Linked DNA regions of Gossypium arboreum: region 2 is linked to region 1. The links are chromatin contacts, called in public Hi-C maps. All regions are on one chromosome and are shown on one strand. The core of a region is the stretch at or near the end of the contact, and the rest is flanking DNA. Distances in the headings are between cores, read along the strand shown.

Region 1 (3,781 bases), core at 916-3,415:
GAATCGGAATTGTACACTATATATTAGCATAAATGATGTATGATGTTTTGAATTATTTGTGTTTTTGAAATGAGGATTGAGTCAAAAGTACTGTAATCTAATAATTAAGTCTGGAAATGAATATTATGATGAAATGTTATGGTAAGCAAAGTATAATGGAATTGAGTGACAGATTAATAAATTTGCATTTGATAGAAGAATAGTAAAAAGGGGAAAGCTTATGAATAAAAATTGAAATAAATCAATAAAATAGTAATCCGTAGAAGTGATATTGTGATTTATGTTTAAAATGGTAGTAAGCTTAGATTTGATAAGTTGTTGTATAATGGGGTTATATGTAATCTGTAACCGAGTCGATTAGAATAAGCATTTTGCTTATTATATGCTTATGCGTTTATATTATGTTTTAATTGTTTATCCTGTGATGCCACTCTCGAATGGCTAATGAAATTACTTTTTTTATTTTAGATTTTTTTTTGTTGTTTATTATCATAACATAATTCGTAATGATCTTAAATGTGTTAAGAAAAATTATAAGTATCTTCGAACATAAAATATAACACCGCTTATTTAAAATCACAAACAATCTAAGAGGTTTTACAAATAACCTCAAGTCATAGGGAATCAATACCATCCTCAAACGTGCCAATACCCTAAGCCTAATTTCGAAGATTAGCACGTTTATATAGGCAAGCTGAGGTTTATAATTAGCATTTATAAATCTAATGTTTAATAGTAATTAGAATTGTTTTGATCGAATATAGGTATTGTATAGTCAATAGGATTACTAGAGATGCCTCTGAGCATCAATGATAGCATTGTTTGATTGATATCGTGGCCAATTCAAATTAGAGGTATTACAATCGTATTTACATGCTTTTAGTTTATTGTGAATAACATTTAATGATTTAAATTAGTACTACAAACCTGTAAATGGCTTTTTAACTTAATCATTTGTAAGCCCATCAACCTTCATCAGCTCCCTAAATTGCTTAGGCATTGCAACTGAAAAACAAATTCCAATTCTATAAATAAATAAAAAAAGAAATTGAAATAAATTGCAATGGAAAAACAATTCGATATGTGAACCACCGAGTTGCTCAAAAGCTTGCAAGAAGTACCTATGCAACTCTGATGACCAGCACTACCTTCGCTTTTTTTGAGGCTGCCACTTCTCTCTCCTCTTTATTCGCATTTCTATTGTCGCCTGCTATGCCTTTGCTCTCAACTATGTTTTTCTTTATATGTAACCGGAATTAATTATGTACTGGATTATTCATTTAAATTTAAAAGTTTATTTAAAAATTAGTGAATTTGAATAAAATATAAATCTGAAAATTAAGTTATGATAAAAAATAAAATTTATTTTCTGAGTTGAATATCGGATGGGATTTTTTGGCTCGGCTCAAATCAAATAAGTATTTTTACTATTATATTGTTAATATTTTATTATTATTATTTGGATATTATATAACTTTCATTTTATTGTTAATTTTACTATTATTTTAGAGATATTTACTTGCTAAGTTGCAACTATTTTAATATTATTTAAGTATAAAGATTTTTTATTAATTTTTAATTTGTTAAAAATATTTATTTTAATATATTATATTTTAAAGTCATTTCCATTTTAACCACATCCTACAATTAAAGGAAAAAGACGTCTAGTTTATTAAATCTTTTCATTTTCTTTATTGTTCAGAGATTCAGAATGAAAAGTCAGAAACTAAAAAAAAAAAAAATCTCTTTCGAGTGTGGATTCCACAGCTAAATTGACCTAAGCTAATTAGGTTTCTTTTTGTCATCAATAACATTTTCTTTGATTTATGAGATTCTTAATTATAGAGAAATTAGAGCTTTTTAAAATAATTTTCACATATATATTAAATTTTTATAATTAAATATTTTAAAATTTTAGAATTAGAGTTAAACTAAAAAAAGTAAATGTTGAGAATTAAATTTTTTTTTATTAGGACACATCAATGTACCATTAGGGATTTAAGTCTAAAAATTTATAATTTTTCTAACACGTGTGACGAAATTGAGAAAAAACATTTTAAGTGACCAAAATAGGAGCATCTTCAAACTTGAGTGACCAAAGTAGTAATTTTATGAAATTCTGTAGGCTTGGAAGTCAGATGGGCCAATTAAACCCAAACCAAGTTGGACCCAACTTTTAGGGAAACAGAAACATCTATTCGACCAGCAACTCCCAACTCCAGAATAAACATCCGCTCCGCCCCCCGCCAAAAGCAATGGGGGAGAAATATCTTTTATCTTGTTTTCTTCCGCATCACTCGGCTTGAACTTTGAGAAGGCAAGAGGGCATTGGCCTTGGCCATGGCCATGTCTTGCAATGGAGGACTTGTTGTAACCTTTGCCTCTCCTACTTCAAAGGTATGCATGAACACCTCTATCTCTTGCTCTTCTTCCCACATCTCAACTCCTTCACTAAATGAACACTCAAATGACAGCTCTAGTAATAACAGCACATTTAGCTATAGCAGAGCCTCCCCATCTGAGAGATGGCCTCACCTTCAACTTCAACTAGCTGAAACTTACCCTTCAAGTCAAACCCATTTTTCACCTACCTCCCCTCAACTTACCCATGTTGTTAAGGAAGCTGAATTGTCTTTGGAGTCCTCAAAGTCTGAAACTTTGGAAGTGAACGATGAGACCCAGGAGAAGTTGGGGAGAGTAAGTAAGACTAGAGTTAAGAAAATGAGTAAACTGGCATTGAAAAGGGCCAAAGATTGGAGAGAAAGAGTAAAGTTTTTGACAGACAGGATTTTGGGGTTGGAACAAGACCAGTTTGTTGCTGATGTTTTGGATGATAGGAAAGTTCAGATGACACCAACCGATTTTTGCTTCCTAGTGAAATATGTTGGTCAGGAGAACTGGCAACGTGCCCTGGAAGTTTATGAGTGGTTAAATTTGAAGAACTGGTATTCCCCTAATGCCAGGATGCTTGCTACTATCTTGGCTGTGCTGGGGAAGGCCAATCAGGAGATTTTAGCTGTTGAAATCTTTACCAGGGCTGAGCCTGCTGTTGGAAATACCGTCCAGGTTTATAATGCCATGATGGGTGTTTATGCACGAAATGGAAGGTTTCAGAAAGTGCAGGAACTGCTTGATTTAATGCGTAAGAGAGGGTGTGAGCCTGACCTCGTGAGTTTCAATACTTTAATAAATGCCAGATTGAAAGCAGGAGCTATGGTGCCTGATTTAGCTATCAAGCTTTTGAATGAGGTCAGGAGGTCTGGTCTTAGGCCAGATATAATAACTTATAATACTCTTATTAGTGCTTGTTCTAGGGAATCAAACTTGGAGGAGACAATGAAGGTTTTTGACGATATGGACAGCCATAATTGTCAACCTGATTTATGGACTTACAATGCTATGATTTCGGTGTATGGGAGATGTGGGATGGCATATAAAGCTGAGCAGCTGTTTAGGGATTTAGAGTCTAAAGGGTTTTTCCCGGATGCAGTCACATATAATTCATTGTTATATGCTTTTGCAAGAGAAGGAAATGTGGACAAGGTAAAAGAGATTTGTGAAGAAATGATTGAAATGGGGTTCGGTAGAGATGAGATGACTTATAATACAATTATTCACATGTATGGGAAGCAGGGCCAGCATGAATTGGGATTGCAGCTTTACAAGGACATGAAATTATCAGGGCGGAATCCAGATGTGGTAACATATACAGTCTTGATCGATTCCCTAGGGAAAGCAAATAAGATAAAGGAGGCTTCTAATTTGATGTCAGAGATGTTGG
Region 2 (3,709 bases), core at 519-3,018, 270 kb before region 1:
CAAAATTCTCGTCAAGGAAGGACAAAAGAGTCATTTCAATTAACACCGTTTCATTAAACGACGACTAACACCGTCAAGTAACCATATCACCCAAATAACTGTCTACCAGAATATTCCTCCTAAATCCGCATACAAAGAAAAAACACTTCTTAACCAATTCAACTATTGAGTTTTAATTAACTCTAAAAAGAAACTAATGATTTCAAACCCAAAAAAAAAAAAAAATTATTATTGAGGTTAAAGGCCATCTTTCTGTAGATAATTTTTTTATTAATTTTGATTGTGTATCTATATTATTTATTTGTATAAGATATAACTAAGTTTTACATTACGAGTAAAAAATAATTAAAAACACTTTTTATAAAAATAATTAAAACACTTTTATATGGAGATATTTCATGCAATTATAGATTTATTTATAAGAATATCACCACAAAGTTATCAAAGACAACCATAATACCAAGATTCAAACTTATTAATTGCTACTACTTTTCATTATCACCAATTCCCAAAATACTCACATCCAAACTACATCTTAATCTAGGGAGATAATCATGAGATAAGAGGCTCACTTCAAGCCTTCCTCCATCTATAATTACCTCTTCTTCCAAGAAGAGCAGGTAAGTGTATGAGACTAGAATTTTAGTCTGGCAAGCCACACAATCTTAAGTGATTTCTTTGCTTCCAAGTTCACCTAAGTTAGTTTAACTCTCGAAAAATGAAAATTCACAAGAGAAATTCTCTAAGGTACCAAAATGGAGTGGAATCAACTCAAAAAGACAAAGAGACTTGAATCGAACAGAAGTTCGAAAAGTGTTTGAATAAATGTTTTCAAATATTCAATAACTTTGAATAGAATACAATAAAGGAAGTGATTACAAATAAGTGGGAATAGCTCTAATTATAGTTAATCTCACCTAGATCCAATGGTATAGATTGAATTACATCAACAGTTGAGATTAGTACCTATCTACAATATGAGAGTCCTAAGAGATTTAAACTCTATGCAATTTTATCCCTTAAGATTTACATTAACCATGGTAACTCTAGTTTTATTAGAGTGGTTCATTGTGCCTGTAAGGCTTTAAATAGACAGGTTTCTTCATATGTTCCTTGAATTTGGGTCAATTCAAATTTACAAAATGAGCCACATTTAATCAATTAAACTCTATAGGACACTCTATGCGCATTCTTCACGAACTTTGATTTACAACCGGTGACATAAAAAGGAAGATAGTATCAACAATTGCTCAAACACAATCTCTACTCTATAAAACCATTGTTTTCAACAATCCTTCATACCAACCACGATGTAAACCGCCTTTATTCTCATGGCTCTTCACACTCTTACAGTGTAAACTATCATTATTGTATGCTTTGCAACTTGTATGGCTTAAATGTTATAAAACCTGACGTAATATTTTAATAAATTAAACATAATATTGTAAGTAATTTAGTTGACTGAGATAATTGTATAATTTATCTATACCTATACTTAAAAAATTGATTGAATTTATACACGAATTGATCAAACACCAATTCAACTAAAACATAATTAAAAAAAATTATCTTTTATAAAATAATAAGTATTAACACATAATGATCAATGAAATTTGAGTTTAGAACATCACGATTTCTAAAATATTAAGTTTATTATTTCAATCAAAATCTCATCTAATTTTTATTTTATATTTTTATAAATATATTTTGACTCTTTTTTCGCTGATTATAAATTTGATTATATTGATGTTGCAAGTCTCCTAATCCATAACAAAATATACCATTTTAATAAAAAAAATTAATACAAAATTTCCGTCATAACGGTTGAGTGAAAGAAGACGGTTTGTTGGTGTAGGTGGGGTTAGCGGTTAGGTGCGGTGTTAGGCCGGTGAGGAGAATGTAGTGTGAGTTTGCCATCTCCATCATCCATCCGTAGCTCTCTTGATTTATATATATACACACACTCCGTTGTAGAAAGGAAATATATTCCCATCTTCAACCGTTGCCTTATTGTTTCTTCCTCTTTTAGATTTTCTTTCTCTCCGTTTTCTTTCCTTACTTGTATGGCAGCCAATTTGAAGAGTGGTGGAGGGATCGCCAGCTTGGGGAAGCGACTTCTTAACCGCACCTCCACTCGCACCCCTTCTCTTTTCATCTCCACTTCTTCACCTACCAGGTTCTTTCTTAATTTTTCCTTGATCACAGTGCCATTTGATGTGATTTTGCTTGCTGCTACTTCAATTTCTTCCTTGATAAATTTGCCTTGGCATGATTTCCTGATAAGCTTGTTTAGTTTTGATTTATATTAATTTGAAAAATTTCTCCCTAAGATATGATCGTTTTACATCAACAAATTATGAAGTTTTCATTAAAACTGAGTCTCATGTGAATAACTGAATTCGATGTATCAATTACTTTCCATTATATAAGTAGTATCACTAAATTCTTGTAAATCAATTACTATCGCAGGAAATTTTTAGGAATATTTCGTTTTCTTTTTTTATCACAATATCATCATCACTTGCTATTTTTGTTTTGATTTTTTTCCTCTGTAAATTTTAACTTAGTTACTAAATTAAAAGTGTAAGTATGTTTTAATATTCATGAAAGTTGTTTGAATTGGATTTAATACCGATAATCGAACCGAAAATTAATCAAGTATCGGTCTAAAAAAATATTGAACCAGTTGAAAATATTTATTATTTTTAATAATTTACTAAATTAAATTAATGAATTATTAAACCGACGAATCGGTGATTGTAGAAAAAACATGGTTAGTAAGCGTTAAAATTAAAGAGAGTAAGTGTTTGTCGGGTTAATCGAGAAATCTCGTACAGAGTGAAAATGCCGTACTCGGTGGAGGGGTGGGTGGGGAAGGTAAAGGCTAACTGGATAAGGACGCATTTCCACTCTTTGTCTCCTATTGGACACCCGTCTTTTATTGGGGGCACTCATCGTTTTTTACGCAACCCCTTCATTTCTTTCTTTATCTTTTTATTTTTCTGCCTTTCAACAATTAAATATTTTAAGAAATCCATTTATCACTGCTTTATAAAGATAATAATGTCGGTAGAACACTCCTGTGTAGTATTATAGTTACCTTCACATCATAGTTCTGTGTTATTTTAAATTAATTATAATAATAAATGTCTAAAAATGAATGGTCTAATTTCATTAATATTGACTCATTGAGTGGTAGGAATGCAAATCACGTTGGATTGGACATATATCAATGGCTAGAAATGGCAATGATCATTTTATATTTATTTATAATATTCAAGATTTTCAACGCTTGGATTAGATTGTCAAGTTTCTGAAAGTTTGAGTAGACAGGGAATTTTTTTTTCATCAAATTCATATTTTCAGTGAAAAGAAGTTTAATTATAAAATATATATAATTTTAATATAAAAATTAGTAAAATATTAATTTAGAAGTGTAATTTTTAACATAAAATTAATTTATCTTTTGTTTTCAATTCACTAAAACCTTTATTTCTTATTACAAAGCAGCACTCATAAATTGAATTGATTTTTTTTAATTGCTGATCACGTGTTTTAACAATCCATTGTTTTGCGGAATATCCTAATCCATGCTTTTGATGCTTTACCTGCCCTTCACTCTCTGCCAAAGATTTGCACACCTACCCTCGCTCTCTTTTCTACTGTTATTTACTCAACTTGTAAATTTTAATTAAGGACCCAATTTGAA

The links. Hi-C and Micro-C count contacts between places; a contact is called where the count stands out from the background.
Region 2: a Hi-C map of leaf shows a contact between it and region 1, with 2.7 times the contacts expected there. The contact joins the promoter of LOC108460863 here to the promoter of LOC108466977 in region 1. A contact is called at or near these places in 3 of 5 Hi-C or Micro-C datasets (all in leaf).

What each region holds. Positions count from the first base shown.
Region 1 is chr2:9,464,097-9,467,877 of ASM2569848v2, reverse strand. It overlaps LOC108466977 (pentatricopeptide repeat-containing protein At3g18110, chloroplastic), which reads left to right and starts at 2,165. Exons shown (of 4, transcript XM_017767406.2): 1 at 2,165-3,781. The coding sequence starts at 2,341.
Region 2 is chr2:9,732,463-9,736,171 of ASM2569848v2, reverse strand. LOC108460863 (late embryogenesis abundant protein At5g17165-like) reads left to right here and starts at 1,768. Exons shown (of 2, transcript XM_017760558.2): 1 at 1,768-2,176. The coding sequence starts at 2,064.